Linked DNA regions of Ovis aries: region 2 is linked to region 1. Evidence: chromatin contacts called from public Hi-C data. All regions are on one chromosome and are shown on one strand. Each heading gives the region's core, a stretch centred on a gene start, on an enhancer-like site or on the middle of the called end of the contact. The rest is flanking DNA. Distances are from core to core; before and after follow the strand shown.

What was found. A called contact is a pair of places that touch in the nucleus more often than the background predicts.
Region 2: a contact with region 1 is called in a Hi-C map of liver, with 7 times the contacts expected there. The contact joins two enhancer-like sites. A contact is called at or near these places in 13 of 16 Hi-C or Micro-C datasets (blood, hypothalamus, liver and 6 more).

The regions. Positions count from the first base shown.
Region 1 is chr7:14,670,892-14,678,438 of ARS-UI_Ramb_v3.0, forward strand. No RefSeq gene overlaps it. Among named protein-coding and RNA genes, the nearest start is that of SKOR1, 42 kb to the left of the region's middle. Within about 2 kb of position 2,515, at least 1 of the 54 cell types and tissues checked has an H3K27ac peak or open chromatin away from gene starts, as enhancers often do. A contact at or near this core is called in liver, where this site is marked.
Region 2 is chr7:15,012,907-15,020,453 of ARS-UI_Ramb_v3.0, forward strand. CLN6 (CLN6 transmembrane ER protein) reads right to left here. Exons shown (of 7, transcript NM_001040289.1): 3 at 5,525-5,623; 4 at 4,033-4,221; 5 at 3,699-3,754; 6 at 2,120-2,242; 7 at 9-275. The coding sequence ends at 9. Among named protein-coding and RNA genes, the nearest start is that of CALML4, 4.5 kb to the left of the region's middle. Within about 2 kb of position 3,470, at least 15 of the 54 cell types and tissues checked have an H3K27ac peak or open chromatin away from gene starts, as enhancers often do. A contact at or near this core is called in liver, where this site is marked.

The DNA.
Region 1 (7,547 bases), core at 1,265-3,764:
GCAAACATTATTAAATGTCGTACTTAATAAAGAGACTTTAAATGTATTCTTTTTAAGATCTGGAAAAGAATAAGGACTCCAACTCTACTGCTAACTTTCAGTATGTAATAAGGGAAGTTCTAGAAAAAGCTAATTGTGAAGAAAGAACAAGAGAAGCATTAACAGAGATAAAACAGTCATCATGTTGTACACCCTGAAGAAACTAAAGCTGAAAAAGACACCTGTACACCACTGTTCACTGCAGCGTTATTTACAACAGCCAAGACATGGATGCAACTTAGATGTTCATTAACAGATGAATGGGTAAAGAAGCTGTGGTACATGTACGCAATGGAGTACTACTCAGCCATTAAAAGGAATACATTTGAGTCAGTTCTAATGAGGTGGATGAACCTAGAGTCTATTATACAAAGTGAAGTAAATCAGAAAGAGGAAAACAAATATTGTATATAAACGCATATATATGGAATCTAGAAGGATGATCCTGAGAAATCTGTCTGCAGAGCAGCAGTGGAGATGCAGACACAGAGAACAGAGTTATGGATGGGGGCAGGGGAAGAGGGAGAGGGTGAGATGAATGGAGGGAGTAGCACGGATACATACCCACTGACATGTGTAAGTAGAGGGCCAAGGGGAATTTGCTGTAGACTCAGGGACTCAAACTGGGGCACTGTAATAGCCTAGAGGGGTGGGAATGGGTGGGCGGGAGGCGGGAGATTCAAGAGGGAGGGGACATATGTACACCTAATTCATGTTGGTACATGACAGAAATCAAACCGATATTGTAAAGCAATCATCAACCAATTAAAAATAAATATTTTTAAATAAACTATTGTCATATTGAATTGATAAAGAAGGATGGAGATATATCTATATCTCATATATATGAGAGATATATGATATATATCACATCTTCTTTAATAGAATACTATTCAGCAATGGCTGAATGAAGTAAGGCCATTTGCAGAAACATGGGTGGACCCGGAGATTATCATACTAAGTGAAATAAGTCAGAAAGAGAAAGACAAACACCATATGATATCACTTATATGTGGAACCTAAAATATGATACAAATAATGCAAATGAACTTGCTTACAAAACAGAAACAGACTCACAGTCATGGAAAACAAACCTACGGTCACCAAAGGGGGAAAGGGGTAGAAGATGGATAAATTGCCTTGAAAAACAAAGAGTAAAGAGAAGCAACAGATAAAGACTCTTAAGAGAAAAACTATTCAGAGAATTCAGTAAAATCGCTAGATATATTAACCTAAAATATAAATCTGTAACATTTCTCTTCAGCAGCACTAACTAACGTCTAGTTACAATGGCAGCAAAAGAGCCTGTACAATACCTAGGAATGAACTTAACCAAGAATATGCAAGAAAACCTACGAAGAAGACCTTAAAACTCTAATAAAGGATATATAAATTAACCTTAAGAAATTAAGGGAAATGTTATGCTCATGAATAGAATGACAATACTAGATAGGAGTCAGTTCTTTATGAATTAATTTATACATGCAATGAAATCCCAATAAAAATTTCAGATATGTTTTCCAGGAACTTGATCAACTCATTCTAAAATTAATACAGATGAACAGGATTAAGTCAGCCTTACAAGAGTAAAAGGCAGCACGCTACAAAGTCATGTAAAAAGCCAGACAGACAGAGAAAAACAAAGAATATTTTGCATAAAAACAGGCCAATAGAGCATAGGAAAGAACAGAAAACTCAAAATCAGACCATGATGTGAGGCATTACACATAAATGAAGACGGGGCAGGTTAACCGTCTTACTTGATGGAGAAAAATGAAATGGGATTCCTGCCTGACACCAAATAAAAATGTACACTGTAAATGACAAAAGACTTCAATGCGAAAAGTAAAACTCTAAAGTTAATAATTGAAGAAAGTATAAAAGAGTATCTTGGAACTTGGGTTGAGAGAGGAACTCCTTATACAAAACCTCAAAAGCACAAACCAGAAGGAAAGAAATGGATTAATTTGTTGATGTCAAAATTAAGGATTTCTGTTCAAAAGAGGATACCATGGACAATAGATGATATGATGGGAGCAGATATTTATAAAACCTAAAAATGATAATGAATTACTCTGAAGAATATACAAGTAAGAATATACAAGTAAGTCATGTAAACCAAAAAGCAAGAGACTTCAGTTTCCAATTGGGCAAGTAAGGAGATTGAACTCTCTTTGGACCTGTCAGAGAATTTAGGACACAGGGCAAACCATTGCTTCAAAAAGTGAAGACACAGACATGTGGATACTCACAACTTACCAGAGCGAAAATTCATAGACAGAAACCTCCCTGAGAGCCAGCAGTAGGAGAGGCAAGCCTCAGCTGTGCCTAGTGAGCTGCTGGAGGCGCCATATGGACAAGTCTGAGATTTAAAACTCCAGGAGGGGCCAGTCTTACAGGGACATCTAAACTTTTGTGAGTTTTACCTCTAGGAGCTTGACCAGGTTCTCACAGCAACTGTCATGCTTCCAGCAGGGGGAGACAAAAAGTAACCATTTTGAAATATATCAGAAGGTTCCAGTCTTCCTAACACCCCAGAAGAGGCTCTTTTACCTGAGTGTAATCTGCTGGGGTTTTAGCAGAGTCTAACCAACGTGAGGCAAGGAAAACCCCAACTCCAGCCAGCTCTAGCCGTCCTGTGTAGTTGAACAGGGGGAAAAGACTGAGAAGCGCTTGTAAAGTTCACAATCCAGAGGTACAAGGTCACTAAGAAAGTGAGACCTGGACTTCCCTGGCGGTCCAGTGGTTGAGAATCTGCCTGCCAATGCAGGGCACACAGGTTTGAACCCTGATGCTAGAACTAAGATCCTTCATGTCCCAGAGCATTTGAGCACATGCACCGCAACGGCTGAAGCCTGCATGCTGTAGAGTCCATGCTCTGCAACAAGGGAAGCCACCCCAGTGAGAAGCTGCACACCACCAGCCACCCCTGCTCGCTGCAGCTGGAGAAAGCCCATGGGCAGCAGTGGAGACCCAGTGCAGCCATAAGTTAAAAGGCAAAAACAAAATCCTAAGTCCTTATCATAGGACTCTAGGACTCCCCTTCCCACTCCCCCTTTTACCAAATAATGACAGGCTTATTTATTGCAGTTTCTTGTATCCAATACACCATGAGTGATTTTCCAAAAAATTATACTGCATGCTCAGAGGCAAAAAAACAAAATTTGAAGAGACAGAGCAAGTATAGAACCAGACTCAGATCTGGCAGAGCTGTTGGAATTATCAGACTAGGTTTTAAAATAACTATGATTATCATACTAAGGGCACTTAGATGGATAAAATAAACAACGTGCAAGAACAGATGGGCAATACAAGCAGAGAGAGAGAAATTCTAAAAACGAATCCCAAAGAAGTACTAGAGATCAAAAACACTTGAACAGAAATGAAGAATGCCTTTGGGGACTTCCCTTGTGGTCCAGGGGTTAAGAATTTGCCTTGCAATTCGGATTCGATCCCTGGCTGGTGAACTAAGATCCCACATGCTGCGGGCAACTAAGCCCACATGCCACAAGAGAGAGCCCACACACTCCAACCAGCAAGCCCACATGCTCTAGAGACAATGCTCTGCAACGAGAGAGGTCCCCACGTGCCCCAACAAAGACCCAGCACAGCCAAGATTGGACGTGGTTGCAGAAAGAATCTCTGAACCTGAGGATATGTCTATAGAGACGTACACAACTGACAAGCAAAGAGAAACATGGCTGGAATAAAGCAGAACAGGATGTCCAGGGACTGAGGGACAACTACAGAGGTGTGTCGTTGCTGTTGTTTAGTCGCTAATTGTGTCTGACTCTTTTGCAACCCCGCGGACTGCAGCCTGCCAGGCTTCTCTGTCTATGGGATTTCCTAGGCAAGAATACTGGAGTGAGTTGCCATTTCTTTCTCCAGGGGATCCTCCTAACCCAGGAATCAAACCTTCATCTCCTGCATTGGCAGGTAAATTCTTTACCACTGAATCCCCAGGGAAATCCCACAAAAGGCGTAACATACACATAATAGGAATGCTAAAGAATGAGAGAAAGAAATGGAAGAAATATTTGAAGCAATAATGGCTGAAAATTTCCCCAAATTAAAATCAGACACCAAAACACAGATCCAAGAAGCTCAGAGAACACTAAGCAAGATAACAACAACAAGCAAACCTACGTGCCTAAGCATATTATCTTCAAACTGCAGAAACTCAAAGGTAAATAAAAAATATTGAAAGAAACCTCTACAGAGGAATAAAGATCAGAATTACATCTGACTTCTCAGAAATTATGCAAGTAAGAAGAGAGTGCAGTGAAATATTTCAAGTCCTGAGAGGAAAAAAAAAACCTCATCAACTTAGAATTCTGCATCCTGAGAAATTATCCTTCCAAAGTGAAGGAAAAATAAAGACTTTCTCAGCCAAACGAAAATTAAAGGAACATGTTGCCAGGAAACCAGTCCTGTAAGAAATGTTAAAAGTTCTTCAGGGAGAAAGTGAATGTCTTAGTTGCTCAGCTGTATCCCACTCTTTGTGACCCCGTGGACTGCAGCCCACCAGGCTCCTCTGTCCATGGAATTTTCCAGGCAAGACACTGGAGTCATTAGCCACTCCCTTCTCTGGGGGATCTTACCCACCTGGCAAACCCAAGTCTCCTGCCTTGAGGCAGATCCTTTACCATCTGAGCCACTAAGGAAGCCTGTAAAGAGATGATACAGGTCAGAAACTTAGACCTACATAAAGAAAGGAAGAGTGTTAGAGAAGGAATAAGTGATGGTAAAATTTAAAAGCTTTCATTTTCTTATTCTTGACTGAGCTAACGTGTATGTGCATGCATGCTAAGAGCCTTCCATCGTGTCCAACTCTGTGTGACCCTATGGACTGTACCCTGCCAGGCTCCTCTGTCCTGGGATTTTCCAGGCAAGAATGCTGGAGTGGGTGGCCATGCCCTCCTCCGGAGGATCTTACCAGCCCAGGGATCAAACCCACGTTTCTTACGTTTCCTGCATTGGCAGGTGGGTTCTTACCACTAGCACCACCTGGGAAGCCTCCTTAACATGTACCAGTTTGCTCAAAATAATAACAGCAATTATGTACTCATTGATTATAGCTTATGTATAATTGAGATGAATGACAGTAATAATCCAAGGCATGGGAAGAAGAAATTAAGAATAGTTGGCTAGTACGAAGTACTTGCAGTACCTATGAAGTGGTGTAGGGACATTTGAAAATGAACTTAGATTAGTCAAAGTGTATATTGCAAACTCTAGATAACCTCTAAAAAATGTTTAAAAAGAAGCATAACTAATATGCTAAGAAAAGAGAGAAAATGGAATCATGTAAAAATGTTCGATTACAACCACAAAAGGCAGACAAAAATTAGAGGACAAAAATAGGAACAAAAAACTAGGGTAACATATAGAAAACAGTAGCAGATATAGCACATACTAATCCAACCATATCAACAATCATTTCAAATGTCAATGATCTAAATACACGAACTGAAAGACAGAAAGTGTCAGAATGGGTTAAAAAATATGACCCAGTGATGCTGCTTATAAGAAACACACTTTAAATATAAAGGCATAAACAGTTTAAAAGTAAAGGAATGGAGAAAGCTATACCTTAATAGCATCAATTAGGAGAAAGCAGAGAAAGGCATGGCAACCCACTCCAGTACTCTTGCCTGGAGAATCCCATGGACAGAGGAGCCTGGTGGACTCCAGTCCATGGGGTTGCAAAGAGTCGGACATGACTGAGCGACCACCACTTTCACTTCACTTTCATATTAATTTCAGACGGAGAAGCCTACAGAGCAAGGAAAGTTATCAAGGATAAAGAGAGGCATTATATGATCAAAGGATCAATTTTCCAAAAAGACCTAACAATCCTTAACAAATATGCACCTAACTGTAGACCATCAACACATCCGAGGCAAAGCTGATAGGACTGCACGAAGTAACAGATGACTCTACTATCACACTTGGAGGCTTCATCATCCCTATTAGAAATAGACTGACCAGGCAGAAAATCCATGAGGATACAGTTGAACACAAAATATATCAATCAAGTGGGTATAATTGATGTCTATCCAACAACTTCAGAATATGCATTCTTCTCAAGTTCATACAGAACATTTACCAAGACTGGCCACATTCTGGGCCATAAAACACACCTTAACAAACTTAAAACAGATCATACGATATCTGCCCTCAGATCACAGTGAAATTAAACTAGAAATCAATAGCAAAGATAGCTGGAAAATCCCAAGATAATTGAACATTATATAACACATGGGTCAAAGCAGAAGTCTCAAGAGAAAATTTAAACTATTTGGAACTAAATGAAAATGAAAATACAACTAATCAAAAGTTGTGTGATGCAGCAAAGCGGTGCTTAGAGCAGTGCTTATAGCACTGATGTGTGTGTTAGAAAAGGAGAAAGATTTAAAATTCATGATATAAGCTTCCATATTGGGAAACTAGAAAAGGAAGAGCAAATTAAATTCCAAGTAAGTGAAACATAGCAGGTCCTATAGAAAAAAATGGGTGAAGTTTATCAACAGGCAACTTGTAAAAGTGGTCACCCAAACAGGCAAATGAATAGAATTATTAAGAATTAGAACCATTAATAATGAGAAGTTAAATTAGGACAAAAATGAAATATCACCTTCCACTTAGACTGGCAAACAGTGTTGTTCAGTCGCTAAGTTGTGGCTGACTCTGCAACCCCGTGGACTGCAACACTCCAGGCTTCCCTCTCCTTCACTATCTTCCAGAGTTCGCCTAAACTCATGTCCATTGATTCAGTGAAGACTGGAGAAGACTCTTGAGAGTCCCCTCGACAGCAAGGAGATCAAACCAATCAATAAGGAAATCAACCCTGAATACCCCGTTCCCCCTCCCTCCTTCCCCACCAACCTCAGGTGCCTCCTATTGGTGCTTCAGCCCTGACCTCTGGGAAGAGCAGGCCTTAGGGTCATCAAGGGCTTGGAAACCAGTGAGCCCTGGACCTGTCTCCTGGACAGGGCAGACACGGATTGGTGCTGGCTACACTCTTCCAGGCACCGAGGTGCCTGCTGGTGCTATGTCCCAAGAGCCATAGCGAGGAAGGGGAGTTGGGAAACTGAGGGGGTAGTTAAAAGAATCTTGAGATCAGATTTCTCTTATCCTTTCCCCAGCTGTGTCCCCTCTGGTTATTTATTTACTTAGTGCCAGGAGGGCACAGCAGAGAGCCCTGATTTTTAATAAATCCTGAATTGTATTTATTTTTTTTTAAAAAGGGAAGGCATTGGAAGGACTGATGCTGATGCTCCAATTCTTGGGCCATCTGCGAAGAGCCAACTCATTGGAAAAGACCCTGATGCTGAGAAAGATTGAAGGCAAAAGAAGAAGAGGGCGATAGAGGATGAGAGGGCTGGATGGCAAACACTGGAAAGCTGGAAAATGCCAAGAGTTGCAGGCATGTGGAGATGTAAGCTCTTTCATGTGCTGCTGGTGGCAGTGCAGAACAGTCAGCCTTTCTGGAGGGCAGTCTGGCA
Region 2 (7,547 bases), core at 2,220-4,719, 340 kb after region 1:
GGACTCAGTATTGGCTGCTGACGTGGAGGGTGTAGAAGGCCCAGGGCTCGGGGACATAGATGACGCCCGGGTACTTCTTCCTGAGGACGGGGTCATTCCACAGCCAGGCGACCCAGAGCGCCACGAGCAGGAGGGCGAGGGCGAAGGAGTAGAAGAGGAAGAGGCCGTTGCTGTCGAGGAAGAGGCGCTTCCGCTTCTGGTGCAGGACGAGGGCCAGCATGGCAAAGGAGGTGAAGATGAAGAGGATGAAGATCTGGCCCTCGGTGACCAGGTACCTGAGGAGGCAGGCGGGCAGTGAGGGGTGGGGGCCCTCCTGCCCAGCGTTCTGCCCTCTACCAAGCGCCAGGCTGCCCTCCCAGCCGGTCAGAAGAGCGCGTCAAGGGAGGGGCTCCGCTCCGAGCCAGGGCCAGTACACAGCATTCCGATCTGGCTTCTAGAATTACTGTTTTTCAAAAAGTCGAGTTTGTTGCCAATATTTAAATAACAGATTACCTGCCGACGTGGCGTTCTGATTTCCCTGCTAACGTTAGGTTTATATTCCCACATGACAATGACTGACGAGGAGAAAGCAGCTGCTCAGAGACAGCATGGCCCCGCAGCTTGCCACGGTCCCCACCACTCCCTCCTGCCTCACCTGATGCCTACTTGATGCATTTCTATCTCCTGTTTAGTTCCGAAAGGCATCTGAGTTTGGGACGCAGTTTCAGTGTATGGGGTTGTCCTGACTGTCTCCTTGAAGGCTGGGTCAGTCTCATTCCCCAGGGTTCCCTCCAGCTCTCAGGGCAGTAGCTGGCATATGGCCAGGAATGCAGTAACACTTGCTGGAGGGCTTCCCAGAGGTTATCTCATCCACTCCCCTGTCTCCATGCTGACCCATCCCACTCAAGCAACTGCATAGCTCTGCAACTGAGTGGCTGAGTCACCTTGGGAATTTACATGGCATCTTGGAGCCTTTGTTTTCTTACTTATAAAGGGGGCATAAATGGCCCCAGCTCTCGAGGTTACTGATGAGAACTCTATACTTGTAAAGGCACATTGTTCGGTGAATGGCCCCCTGTAGCTGTCACCGCATTGACACACCATGGGTAAGAATGGGCTAAGCTTCTTCTCACTTCTCACCTCTTTCCCTCCAGCTGTGGTCGTCACCCATTCCTTCTAATCCTGTCCTCAGTGGGCATGTGGATTCACCTTCATGAACCCTCACTGCTGGCCAGGGGCAGCCCCTGGCGGTGGGGGAGAAGGCCCCAGGAGAGGAGGCCTTTTTCATTAGGCTGGAGGCTTCCCCCCAGAGAAGGGCTAGGACACCCACCCTTTCTAAGACACCCACAATCCCTGGGGAGCCTGTCTCCAGAGCAGAAGTGACAGAGGAGAGGGAAAAGCCTGGCTGAGGCCTGGTCCTCTGGAATGGGAAGAGGAAACCAGGTGGGAAACCCTGAAGCCATGGAATTCCCCCGTAAGTATCCTTGTCGTCTCCATGAGGCTTCATGGTTTACGAGCCCCTCTCTCTCCCTCTGGGTTCTCACCATGTCCCAAAAGGGAGACAGCCTGCTATCATCCTCATTTCACAGAGGGGGACATTCAGCCCCCACCCCTCCCACCCTGCCAGGCTCTACAGACTTCTGCTCTACAGCCCTCCCCGGGCGTTCCCGATGGCTCAGTGGGTGAAGAATCTGCCTGCAACACAGAAGACACAAGAGACGCAGGTTCGATCCCCGGGTTGGGAAAATCCCCTGGAGAAGGAAATGGCAACCCACCCTAGTATTCCTGCCTGGGAGAATCCTATGGACAGGGGAGCCTGGTGGGCTGCAGTCCATGGGCGCACAAAGAGTTGGAACGACTCAGCAACTAAGCACACACAGAAATTATGCTTCGATGTGGATTCTATGGGCCCTGAGGTTACTCTCTGAGTGTAGAGAGGCCACACTCAGGCCCGCCTTCCTGGTCACTGAGTGGCGGCCAGGAGGCACTGTCCCAGTCCCCACTGAAGAGGAGGGAGCAGGGACCCCAACAGGGAGGCTCACAGGGCTCACACAGCAGCTCTGCGGTCGGAAGAATATTGTCACTGACTGGATCACTAGGGGGCCCCCTCCCTGCCACTCCAGGTCCGCCATCCACTCACCAGTAGTACAGGCCGCTGGGCACCACCAGGAGCAGGGCTGCCCCTGGCATTGAGCTCTCAGCTTTGGTGGGAGTAAAGCAGCCGCTGAAGTACATGAAGAGGATAAGGAAGAAGGGGATGTACCTGCAATAGGGAAGCCGGTGCTCAGCTGCTTGGCCGCCCGGCCGGCCAGCCCCCGTCCCCCCACCGTCCTAGGACTGTCTGCCTGTACCACCCTGTGCGGTCTCACTTTGTTTGGGTGAGGGCACTCCCAGCCTCTCCCGGGCGGGGGGTCTAGGAAGGAAGATGAGGCCTGCAGATCCGAGCCATGGGCAGGGGCGTGGGGCCAACCTCCTCCCACACTGTCCCAGCCACCTCACTCACTCCCCGTGTGTGCATGTCTCTCTCACTCTCTCTGCCCCACACACTCACCCCAAGACCAGCAGCCCCCAGCCCCTCACTGCCTTGGGAAAGGGTGCACCCTGCAGGGTTGAGGGGGGAGAGGCCCAAGGTCCCAGTCTGGGGGGAAAAAAGGGGTGAGGGGAGGAACAGCACCTGCTGGGGACCTCCCAGGAGCTCTGTGAAGCTCCTTCACTCACACTCAGTCCCCAGCCTCACCCCCTTCCATTCAAAGCTCACCCAAGTACCACCCTCTCTCCTCTCCACACACACACACACACACACACACACACACGCTGCTCCCCACACGCCTGTGCCAGCTCGCACAGCACCCTCTTTCTGTTCCCACCCCCACTCACCTCCTTCCCCACCTTCCCCTCAGTGGCCCCCACTCCCTCCGAGTCCGGCCCTTTCATTTCTCCAGGCCCCTGTTCATCTCTCCTCCTCCCTTCCCCAGCCTTCCATGGGAAGGGTCTCCTGGCACAGGCCAGGGAGAACTGGCAAGAGGCCTGTGTGTGCAAGGACACCCTGACTTTCTAGGCCCCAAAAGAGAACCCAGAAGGACAATGTAGGGCCCGCGTGACACGAGTGAGCCCACCTCACTCGGGAGTGGGGCCACCATGTCCAGGGGTGGCTCTGGCACTAGCTGTCAGCCCATGGGCAAAGCCCCTCCCATCGGCCCCAGCTCATCCTGGGATAAAGTGGGCTCTGGAACAGACGACTGCCTGCAGCTCGGCCCGCATCTCCTGTGGCTGAGCCCACATCTGTGAGGTTTCCTCCGCTGTGGGGTGAAGGGGTGGGAGGAAGGAGCTCCAAGGGGAGTTCGGAGGAGGAGGCGGCACTAAAAGCACCCCTACTCCCACCTCGCCCCCAGCCTGGTTCAGCCGGCCCTCCTCAGCTCCCTCCCTGCCTCCGGGTCCTCATCCTCATCCCCAGGGTGGGGGGAGTTGTTTACCAGCGCTGCAGCCCCGGCCCTGGGAGGACAGGCGCTCGCTGCCCTCTAGTGGCCGCCGCGGACACTGCGGGCCGGTGGGCACGGAAGGCGGCGAGGCGGGAGCCAGAGGAGCGACAGCGCCCCCTGCTGGGGAAGAGCACGCCATTCCAGCGTTTGGGCTGGACACTTGGAGACCCCAGGGCCCCTTGTTCAGCGTCACTATGGCCAGCGGCAGAGCTGGCCGGGGCCATGGGCCCCATCACTCACCACATGGAGTGGCCCAGGTACTCATCGTAGTAGTAGAGCAGCTCAAAGGAGTCGATCTGGGGGGCAGCAGACGCCAGGCGGGGGGCAGAGAGGGTGGGGCTTCAGGAAGGGTGTCGGGCCGCGCAGCCCCCGGCTACCCTCCCCCTGCCTGCCCATGCCTCCCTTAACTGCCCCCAGTCCCTCCCTATGGGGAGGAGGGGATCTGGGTGGGGGCATCCTGGCTGGGGGTTGAGGGTGGGTTGGGGGGGCGACCTGCTCTCTCTGGGGCACCTGTGATGGGTCGGCAATGTCTTTCGCCTCTAGGACAGACCGCACAGCGGAGGTGGGGGCTCACCAGCGTCTCTGGCTTGAGATTCTTGATGATGGGGTTCTCACGGACCGACAGATGGTTCTGGTAGCCACTGAAGATCAGGCGGTGGTTCACTGAGTCGCCCACCAGGTGGATGCTGGCCCCCATGATGAAGGTGATGATGCTAACGTAGATCAGGGAGCGTGGCAAGGTGCGGGGGCACCGCTCGATGAGCTGAGGTCAGAGGGAGGCCCCACAGCATGACCCCTGACACCATCACCACCGGAGACGCCCTCTGCTGGCCCCGCTCACACCTGGAGTGGGATGGATGCCACCAGCCGGAAAGCCTCTCTCACGCGGGTTCCCTCTAGGGGAGTCAGTCCAGCCTCCATCATCTTACACGATCCCTGTGAATCCAGCAGGTGCTGGGGAAGAGCACCCTCTTTGGCGCAAGAAGGAACACACTCCGCGGGGCCAGCTCATTGCTCAAGGTCAAACACACCCATATACTGTGCTGGAGATGACAGCTAGGCCTTCCATAGAGGCAAGCCAGGCCCTGACCTCCCACCACCCCTAATTCTACTTCTGGGTGACTGGGCTGGACTGTTGAGGCTGGGCTGCTCCCATTTCTGAGCAACTGAACCATGCAAACAAAAATGTGGGGCAGGTGTTTCTGAAACTAAGTTGTTTAACTAAAGACCCCTTCAAATTCAGAGACTGCACCTTCCTTACTTTGAAAGAAAGAAAATGAAGTCACTCAGCTGAGTCCGACTCTTTATGACCCCATGGACTGTAGCCTACCAGGCTCTTCCATCCATGGGATTTTCCAGGCAAGAATACTGGAGTGGGTTGCCATTTCCTTCTCCAGGAGATCTTCCTGACCCAGGGACTGAACCGGGTCTCCCGCATTATAGGCAGACGCTTTACCGTCTGAGCCACCAAGGAAGTTCGGAAATGTCTCTAAAAACACAAGGATGGGGATAGTAAATAGCAGTAGTTTTAAAAGCCTTTACTTGGCAAAATGCAAAGCCAGCAGAGCAGAGAGCCCTCTAGGAGACATCTCTCTGTTCCCAGTGGCGCCTCAAAGTCAGGGCTCTCGGTCCGAAGGAGAGAGTTCACCCTCCATTGATGCCCTTCCTTCCTCCGGCCCCCACCTGCCTGCCCAACTGGTCCCTGACCTCTTCCTGAGCAAGCCAGCCACTCCTTCCGCCTCAGCCTCCCCAAACACGGCTCCTCAAGCCCAGCCTTCTTTTCAGATACTCCCGCCTGAAGGTCTCTCCCAGTTCACCCCCAGGCACATCAGGTGGAGTCCCAAATCACATGCCCCTCCCTGGGGAAGTCTGCTCCATCCCTCCCAGGCAGAGGCAGCCCTGCCTCCCCTGGGGCCCTCAGGCCCTTGACACATCCCCTCTGTCATAGCCTTCGGCCCCCAGAGTCAGGCAAGGGGACGGCCTGATTCAGGGCACTCCCAGGGCTGAGCGGCAGAGCAGAGAAAGGAACGAGGGCAGGGAGGAAGAGGAGGGGCTTGGGGTAGTACCTTGAGCAGGAGGAAGGGCGTGATGATGTTGTAGGCCATGTGGAAGTAGTCCCCCACGCTGGGCTTGTTGAGCGGAAACCACTCGAGAGGGAACACCAGCTGGGGAGTAAGTGGAGAATGCAGTTTACAAGGCCTGACCCACGCAGCCCTCAGAACTGCCTCTGCACACACTGTGCTCTTTCTGTGATCTCCTGGAATCCTCCTGGCAGCACTGAGGTGAAGGTGTTTCCAGACAAACTGAGTCCCGGAGAAGGTAGACGTGTCCCCAGTCACACAGCAGGTACAAACCCAGAGTCTGATCCTGTGTCCCTCTTCCTGTGGATACTAAGTAAAGGTCCCTTGGTACCCACCAGCCTGGGAGTTGGAAGATCCTTTGGGACTCAAGCATGCCAAAAACCTTCTGGGTGACCCCAGGGCAAGTTCTTCCCTTCTTCCTGCCTCAGTTTCCCCATCTGTAACACGAAATGTGGCCCAGATGGTCTACATGGACCCTTAGTGGTCTGGCTCCTTAGAATGATGACAAGAAATGCTGACCACCCAGGTGTGAAAAACGCCCTGTCCACTGAGCAGATGGACCACTTCCCAATCAGGTCAGAACTATACCTTCTGCAACAAAGGAGAAAATAAGTGAGTTCTAAACGCAGTTTCAGTGCTTCCTTTCCTACCTTCCCTGAGACAGGCCAGGGCCATTCCTCTGTCTGGACTTCCCATGTTCTTCCTACTGGTCTACCCCAGTGAGTCCAGCCTTGTCGGGGTTAGTGTGATAACACCTATACAAGATCACAACACTTCCAATCCCTGCTCTGCCAAACTGTACCTCTAGAATCTCCTGATGGAGAACACCTGTAACGATCATAAATTTCAATCAAAACTTTAAATGTTTATTTCTTTTAATTACAAAATGTTGTGCTGGATAAAACCAACCTGCAGAAATAAATCTCCCAGGAGACAGGAGTCTCAATCTCTTTCTTACTTGCTGTGTGGGCATCTCTATAGCTTTATCTACAGCAAGATATACAGCTGGCCGAAACACCCGGTGATAGCAAAGAATCAGAAATAGGCCAACTCTTCAACCAAACAGGACTACTTGAATACACTACAGCACCTCTTTATTACAGAAGGTTAAGCAACCATGAACAGAGATGACACCTCGTATGTGCTGACATGGAGAGCTATCCATGAAACAGTCTAAAGTAAAACAAGTAAGCTATAGACTAAGGTATAAAGTAAAATCTTATTTTGGTTAGAGGGGAAAAAAGAGATGTACACATGTGTTGCATGAGCAGAGAAAGGAGTGGAAGGATGCGCCCCAAACAGTCAGAAGTGGGACTGCAAAGGGAGTCTCACACTTCTTTATATTACTGGGGATGAACTTACTTGTTATAGAACCATGACATACTACTTTTATAACTTGTAAAAGGTTTTATTTTGCAGTTATTAAAAATTTGAGACTATCATGTATACATCTGAAAAGCTCATGTATACACTAGACCTTTTCAGATGTATGCTCCTCCTGAGCCCACTTAGGCTTACAGCGGCCACAGCGACTCTAAGCAGGATGGCGGGAGGTGATCTGCCCTACCGGGGAGCCCTATTAGGCCAGATGAGGCTGAGTCTTAGTGAGTGAGGAGAGCCACGAGCCACCCTGGCCTCATCTCCCCTCTCCCTGGAACACCCGTTTGATGGGCAGCTCCTTTGTCCCCTGGAACCTTTGTGCTGCAAGGGGGCTCAGGTCAGCTGGTCCAACCAGTCTTCTTACAGATGAGAGAACCAAAGCCCAGATGATACTGCTGCTGCTGCTGCTGCTAAGTCGCTTCAGTCGTGTCTGACTCTGTGCGACCCCATAGACGGCAGCCCACCAGGCTTCCCCGTCCCTGAGATTCTCCAGGGAAGAACACTGGAGTGGGTTGCCATTTCCTTCTCCAATGCAGGAAAGTGCAAAGTGAAAGTGAAGTCGCTCAGTTGTGTCCAACTCTTAGCGATCCCATGGACTGCAGCCTACCAGGCTCCTCTGCCCGTGGGA